2 separate regions of the Gasterosteus aculeatus genome follow, and region 1 is linked to region 2. The links are chromatin contacts, called in public Hi-C maps. All regions are on one chromosome and are shown on one strand. The core of a region is the stretch at or near the end of the contact, and the rest is flanking DNA. Distances in the headings are between cores, read along the strand shown. Region 1 has its middle 17 kb from the start of pkr1. Region 2 has its middle 8.0 kb from the start of LOC120821148.

Evidence for each region. Hi-C and Micro-C count contacts between places; a contact is called where the count stands out from the background.
Region 1: a contact with region 2 is called in a Hi-C map of skeletal muscle, with 12 times the contacts expected there. The contact joins two enhancer-like sites. A contact is called at or near these places in 6 of 6 Hi-C or Micro-C datasets (blood and trunk muscle, liver, skeletal muscle and 2 more).

What each region holds. Positions count from the first base shown.
Region 1 is chr6:7,635,277-7,639,400 of fGasAcu3.hap1.1, reverse strand. No RefSeq gene overlaps it. Among protein-coding and RNA genes, the nearest start is that of pkr1, 17 kb to the left of the region's middle. Within about 2 kb of position 1,525, at least 1 of the 9 cell types and tissues checked has open chromatin away from gene starts, as enhancers often do.
Region 2 is chr6:7,560,866-7,564,803 of fGasAcu3.hap1.1, reverse strand. No RefSeq gene overlaps it. Among protein-coding and RNA genes, the nearest start is that of LOC120821148, 8.0 kb to the right of the region's middle. Within about 2 kb of position 2,028, at least 9 of the 9 cell types and tissues checked have open chromatin away from gene starts, as enhancers often do.

The DNA of each region.
Region 1 (4,124 bases), core at 276-2,775, 75 kb before region 2:
GTCAGAGAGTGAAAGAAAACGTAAGGTGATGGATGGAGCCGTCACCACCCTTGTCTAATTAACTGACAGGGTCCCCTCATTGTCCGCATGGCGTTCCGATGGCTCAATTCACGGAGAAATGTTTGGGCACGGCCACATTTGCTTTTGCCGTCCTTCTCAAAAGGAGAAAAAAAATCAATGATGCTTGAATAAAGCTCATCTCCTCTTGTGGCAAATAGCCAAAAGTGACAAATTACAAAAATAGTTCAACATTTATTTTCCTTGTCCTCCTCCGTTTAGATTAGGTTTAGATTAGTAAAATGAGTAGTACGGCTTGTGTTTATACTTGTGCTTATGCAACCGTAGTGTAGTTTTATAGCCAAGCAACATCTTTTTACTTTTGATTATTGCAACTAGTTTTAATTTCCTGCAGAAAAAAATGTGCATGAACTTATGTTTTGGTTAGAATATTTCAAAGTAAAATGGACATCACACTGCTTCCAAGAAAGCAGTGTGATGCTAACATCCGGGTTGACTGCCAAAGGAATAACAGATTGTCCTTTATGGCAAGAATGAGAAGGAAAATGACCAAGATTGGAATCATCCACAACACATCTGCTTTGGACAAACTAGTCATGCTTTTATGTTTATGAGGCTCACTCGACAGACAGACATGAATAATACCACATCCCAATTGTGGACATTACACAGAGATACATGATCACTGCACGGCCACGTGAGGATAACATTCGGGTGATTTCATTGGGCCCATGAGTTCATTATGACCAGATCACAAGTGCCGACCCAGCAAAATGTTTGCAGCATGAGAGTCAGCTGTAAACGGGACCCCACACCCTTTCCACCCTCCGTGAGAGACCAGGGGGAGACATGGAGAGCAGACAAACTCCCCCCGTGCTTGCCCAAGGGTCTGCATCTAATTCAGACAAGATGTTCAACAGCTTCTTCTTCCTCCTTTGTGGCGCTGATCTAGATGAAAAGGTTAGTTGTTAGTTGCAAGAGCAGGATTCTCTGGACGGGTTTCATTAGATATTACAATCTGTGCTTCCTGCAAGGCCAGAGGGGTCAAAGATTTCTTCTTGGCCTGATTTCTTGGCCAAGAAGATCATTGACCCGCACTGAGTCCATCTAGTTCACATGGAGGTCTATTTTGGGAATGGTCTTTGTAGCATGCAATGCAGCACAGCTGGTACTGCCAGAAATGAAACAAAGGACAGTTTTGTTTATCCTGCTAGAAAGTAACTTAAACTCCAGCGCTGTAGCCAGATAGAGTCGATAATTCATTTCTCTCAGCTTAGGAGGTTCAGGTTTGCACACTGCAACATGTGATATTCTCATGAGTTTCCAGTTGCCGGCTATCAGTGGGTCTGTTGTCTTTGTACAGTCTCGCCAAGCGTAAAAATGGCAGCGTAACCTCCCCTCCTGTCCTCATGGTCTGCCCGGTGTCCTTCACAGACAGTAATCCGATACACTGGACTGACCGGCGAGCAGGCGACCCGGGGCAGTCCAGCTGCACAGGAGTGTGGTTCCAACGCCTGAATGATGATGTCACCACTCCCATGTGACAGGGCTCAGTTTCACTGTCAGATCAATTATTCACAGCGTTTAATTGGATCAGCTGAATCCCGATCGCTCCGGGGATCCATTTCCAGTAACAGCAGCCGCAAATATGCCCTGAGCCAGCACAAGAGACATAAGGCTCCAGATCAATATCCGCAGACCACAGCACACCTCGCTGACTTTATGAAAACTATCCAAATGACACGCAGGTTTGCTTCATGAAAAATCCATATGTTAAAGTATACATTTCCTTTTTTAGAACAACCTGGGCTGCTCCACACTGCACCGCAGGAAGGAGCGGGAGTGGAGGCGAAGGCCTCGGGAGATGGAGCGCTGGGTTGAAGGCGGGCCTGTGATGATGCCGCGTGCATTCATCACACAGTCGTGTACAGTGGCGTTTGGGGCCTCCTAGTCATGAGATATCCCCCTGGCTTCTGCTCAGCTCCCACCTACGTCTCATTATAGGACTCACAGTCAACGGCGGCCTTTGTGCGAGAACGGGGGGGGGACCAAGACTGTCCCACTGCCCCCATTAGTCCTGCGTTTCAGGATACAAAGCCTAGTGTAGAGAGCCTTGCATTCACAAGGTGGGGATGGAAACACATGGGCTGTACCTCCATGGAAAAGGAGAAAGAACACCCCATTCATCTTCGGACCGAGGATGGTAGTTACGTTTGAAGGTCACTCCAAAGTTGCTTTTCCAAATTCTCATCTCCGTTATTACATGAAACCCTCAGTGTTCACCCACTCTGTAAATTATTTATTAAACATCCTGAGTCTGTAGCATAACTCAATCTTATCAATAAGTATACTTCAATGGAGGCCAACCGAAAAGTCATGTTAGTCATTGGATGCATGTGAGTTGCTAAATGAAAAGATTGATAAAGCCGGAGCTTCCCGTTATGATATAAAATCACCCTAAAGGCTTCAATCTCTTTCATTCCCTCCCTGCCTGACGTCTGGTGGGGGCAGAAATCACAAAGTCCGGAGTGTATTTTGGTGTGTTTTCAGACAGGTTCCTGGCTGAACAAAACAAAAGGTAACAAAAACGGTTCTGGCTGTGGCTCCATTCATGTCAGTTCCTTTAACTGGGAAACATTGCCTTCTTTGACTCTAATAGACTCTCCATCAGCTTGCACCTCACTGCTCGGCCTCAGGCGTCCACAGAAAAAAACCTCACAAACCACATTGCACTCGTTGCCCTTTAAAACATTAGCAGCATATGTTAGAAAGATCTTGTCGTCACCCTTTCTTCTTTACACGTATTTAGAACTACGACTCTAGGAATGCCAGGGGTTCATTCAAAACAATTGGCATCGTTCCAAAAGGGAGCGAAGCGCGATTCAAATCATTGGTATTTCTGCAAAGATCAGAGAGAGCACAGAGTGCTGATCAATGTTTTCCAACTCTATTAATCACATGTGCTGCAAGGGAAAGAGATACCTCAGTGTGTCCAACCAGCAGCTCCACTGTGCAAAACGACCTTGTGACTGATGACCTCTGTGTTTCTCTTCAACCATCAGTGGACACTCAGCTAATCGGCTTTGTTCCCCACTCGACTGCAGCTCTAATAAGCCTATTGATCTGGATACGCATTGATCCAGTATTCAGGCTGGAGCCAGGCTGGGTTAGCAGGTTGTGTGAGTAAACAGTGGGAGGGCTTATTCTATCATTTAACAGCCAGACCTTCCCTTTTCTGCTGTCTAGGTTATTTTTAGGGAACAAAGGACAGTCTTCTGTGAAGATTAGCCTAACTTTAGCCTAAGCCTCGGTTTGTAACAAGAAAACATGGGCTCAATGGTTGTATCAATGCCATGCATCACATTCAAGGGCTTTATTTATTAGGCCTTGTATCCGTGTGATTGAACATTGAGGACATCCAAGTGACAAACTGGGTCTGGCTCTCACGTTGTGGAAGATGCTGAGGATAGAAGGCAGCAGACAGTGTACATATTTAATAGGACAGGGGCCTTATCCCGGGTCAGCCGGCTGTGCAAAAATAAAGCACAGTGGTAAAAGCTGCTGAATAAAAGTGTTATTCAGTTTTACACTTGACCTGCAGTGTAATGTTAAGTCATATAGGACAACAGGTCTGCGACATTGCAGTGTGAACACTCCTGGTTTCATGCTCTGTGCTCTGCTTTGGTTTTAAGATACACCAGCAGATTAGCTCTAGTGATCGGTTTGTTAGTTGGATTATTTTGAAATTTGTGCAAAACCAGTGATATTGAAGTTGCTTCGGGCTTATTTGCAAATATTAGTATGATAAGGCTTCAAACTTTAAACGACATGATGGAGCTGGTCCGAGATGCGAGGCGCCTTTGCTGATCCGGCGTAAAGTTTACACCAACTAAAATATTGCTGCAGGAAATGACGTTTTTACTTTCCCTGCTCAATAACTGAACGCAAAAAAAGGTCTCTTGTGCAGAATTTCCTTTGTTATGCTACGTAATCCTGACGAGCATTACGGCTAACAATAGCAAGCGTTGATCACCATAAAAACAACAAGACAGTACTTAAAGTAGGAAAAAGCTCTGTGACTAGGTGATAACTAAACAACTAGAGAA
Region 2 (3,938 bases), core at 779-3,278:
AGCATCACTCTGCGGGGTGGAAATACAGTGCGGGACCGGGGCTGCGACAATGGGGGGGGGGGGGCCCGGCCCTCCCATTAATCCCCTCTGACATGTCTCCCGAGGGCAGGGATTTGCTACAAGTCAATGCAGGAGACCTACGGTATGCAAAACAAGCCCGTCTGACTCGCTCTCTCTCTCTCGTGATTCTCAAAGCCACTGCACTGCCTGTGAGACAGGAAGGCAGATCAGAGAGAGAGGGTGTGTGTGTGTGTGTGTGTGGGGGGGGGGGGGGGGGGGGGGGGGTAACTGTGCACACAGTCTGCTTATTTAACCCTTTCTTCGCCCTCGTGTTCAGGGTGCGTGTCACTTCCCTCTTCTGGTTTCACTCCTCGCCCAGATTGCAGAGATAACGCTGATGACAGACGACAGGATGAGAACTGAGATATTCTCTTCTTCTCCCGCTCAGCCATGCTGCTGCTATCCGCCCTCTTTGTCTCCCTTCGAGACCAATTCCGCTCCGAGAGAAAGGCTGGTGGGCCAGACGGGAAGAAAAAAACGATATGTGTATATATATATATATATATATATATATATATATATATATATATATATATATATATATATAGCCAACGTTAACAGGTATTTACAGGTCAGGTGACGCACTGACTGTTCTCGGGCAGAGTAGTGCTGTTGAATTTGCGTCTTATCGGGGATCTACTGATGAGGAGATAGGTGGAGGCTGGGTGGGGAGGACATTAGAGAGTCTAATGGGGAGGAGGGCGGGAAGGAGGGGGGGGGTCGTCTTTCCACACACTCACCGGGAATGTAAACAACAGAGCTGAATAGGCAGCCTGGCTTTTACACATGGAGGAAGGGCACCGGAGTTACTGCGGGGAGGGCGGCTGAGAAACAGAAAAGAAAGACATTGCCCCACAGAGGAAGAGAAATCCGCCAGCGATTGACGCCTGCTTGGGATTCACGTGATCGGCTCCACCGTTAACCCCCTCTTCCCCCCCTTTTTTTTCCACCAGTCCTTTGAGATGGAAAAATGGGTCATTTGTGTGGAAGTTAATACTCTGAGCACGTACAGTGCTGCTTTATTTTAAGGACGTGCCTTGGAAATGTTTCTTCTTCATTCCCTGGCTGGTGACACACTCGCACACACACACACGGAAAGGTAATTAATACTCTGCTGCACAAGCGGCAGTGCAGAACAGAATGCAGTGTTTATTATAGCTGCTGGCCCAGGACCGACACGTCTCGTGTTTCTTCTCCCCCGGCCTGCCCTCCTCTACCATGACAGTACAGTAGGCCGCAGCCATGACGTCAGCAGCATCGACCGGGCCTGGAGGGAAAACAGGTTCCAAGAAAAACACGGAAGCATCCGAGGACATATTGGGGAGGGGGCAAGCAGTCAGTGGTCGGCCCGCTACGGACAGCAAATACCTGCTGTTACTGCGCGTTCCACAAGCAGAGCTCCGTTGAGATGCCATGGCAACCGCATGCTACGCTAGTTATTTCTGGCCGACCTTAAAACTCCCAAAACACAGCTGCTCCTACATGACCAGACATCTCCATCGGACAGATACACCAAATCTCTGTGCGTAAGGCTCTCGGTATTCGGAGCAGTAATCAAGCTCTGACATTCAAGCCCACAGAATGGAAGAACGCCGCGAAAGGTAATTACTGCTGTGGATCATTTGTTGACAGGATTTCCAGTAATGAGTTGTGGAGCTCGTGTGATTAGAAAATTCCCAATACAGCGTTTGACATACGATCGGAATCCATGCAAAGACAAATTAGAATGGCAGTCAGAGCGCTTTGGTTCGCTCCCCTGTGCCGTATCCTGGGATTTTAATGTTGCCTGCAATAACAGGTTATTTCCTGCAATGATTGAACAGGCCCCGTCTGTCATCGTGAGCACATTAGGAAAAAGGATTACAAAACTGTTCAAAAAAATAAATAATCACCCCTCCCGAGCACATGGTCTCTGTGCTGCAGGCAGCCATTGTTATTGCTGTCAACTGGAAGCGTTTTTGCTCTCGGCTCTCTCTCCATTCAACGGTAAACCATGAGGGGTCTGCAGACACACAGGCTGGAGCAACACTTCCCCCTACTGCACAAAAAGGAGTTTCTTTATTTTAGATATTTTTCATCCCCCGTCGGCCTCGTCGGATGTGAAGAGCTGACTCATAATCCATTAGAGCAGACTCAAATAGAGCAGGGCTGCAGTAAATAATGGCATCAAATTAAAACACCTCATTGACTGCATTTAAAAAAAAGTTCCACTTAAGATTGTGGAAGACTTTGCTTTAGACTTTTTTGTGCTGTGTCATGCTGAATTACGCAATATCAAGGCTTTATGTCAGACAGGCTTGATGTCTCTTACAGTCTGCAGGGGACGGAGGTCGTGTCCAGCAGCAGTGTTTGTTTGCAGGAGGAGGCGTGCTTCTGCTTCTGCTTCTGCTTCTGCGTCGTTGCGTCGACGCACTCGTTTCAATTCATGGCTCTAAAAGTCTTGCGTGTGTTGCAGAGCAATTCGACTCCAGAACAACAGGCGGAGTAACGTGTTTTGTTGAAGACGACCTAGAGAGTCACGTCTTTGTGTGTGGAAGTTGTTGGTTTGTTTATTTATTTATCATAGACTTTATTGCCTCGTGCGTCGCCGCTGCTGCTTTTCATCGCGGACACATTTGTCCCGTATTTTCCTCCACAACTTTGTTCACCTCTCGACCGGCAAACCGACATTTGCGGAGATCTCCCTCCGTGAATCAGAGGCCTCATAGTCCGCCAATGACTGCTTGTAGAAGCGGTCATATTTACGCATCTCTTCCGACTAAAGCTCTTCAATCTGATCCGTTCTCTCGTAAACATTCTTCGCTTTAATAATGGCGGTATCGGGCTATGAAAAGGGAAATGTGAGACTCCGTAAAGGATGTAGTTAGCAGACCTATCGCAGCCCGGCTTGCGTAGCTTTTGACGCTAGACGTCTAGAAAATGGGTCGACGCACGCAAGGAGGTGTGAAAAGGCACGCAAGGGACACGCAAGGGGCTCTTGCGTCTGCGTGTCCTTGCGTCTCTCTGAAAACTCAGAAGCATTAAATACCCTAACGAATTATTTTAACCAATTGCTTTGTTGAAAAGTGTGATTAGTCTGAGGTTGTATGTAGCCGGGTGAAGTGGGGGCAGGGGGGTTTTCGTGCTGCTAGATGGTCCGCACACAGGGTGAGCGCGTACTGTCACTTTACATCGCCATGAGTTCACGTGGGATTTGGAGCTGCAGAACGGGACCTGGCGGCTACCGAGGACGACACAGTGTTAGCGGTTAGCATCGGAACAGCGCTGGGGAAACACCTGTTCAGCGGGTCAGCGTAAGTGTTCTCGCATTAATAAACCTGACTCGCCATGTACATCGTGATTTGAACTGTTAACGGAGTGTATGTTCTCGGGTTTTGCGGCTCTGCTTCGTTTAGAGCAGAGTGACGAGCTGCCGGGGGTCGAGGTCGCATGTGCACGGAGCCGCGAGCGCAGGCGCTCCAGTGACTTTATTGTTTCCGGGGCTTTTGGAGGAACGACAGTGATGTGAGTGTTGAACAGCACGAGACCGATGTGCATGTTCTTTGTCTCTGTTTAACAGGAGGGCGTCACTACTGTTTTTTTTATGTAGCCTAACTGTTAACTTTATGTAATTGTGAGCTCTATTCCATGTCATACTGTTACTAGTTAGTAAAGAAAAACAATTGTTTATTTGTTGTACACTGTCCCAAGTGTCTCCTTAATTTGACACATTAAGGCTGTGTTCCAGGAGTGCAGTCGGGGGAAATAAAGATTCCACATTAAAGAGAAATGCATTTATCTTCGTGTCCTGTCATCATTTTAATCAGGCTACATGTACACTTTCACTAAACATATTATGTGTTCATTGCTGGATTACATGTTGCTCTCATAGGCAATTA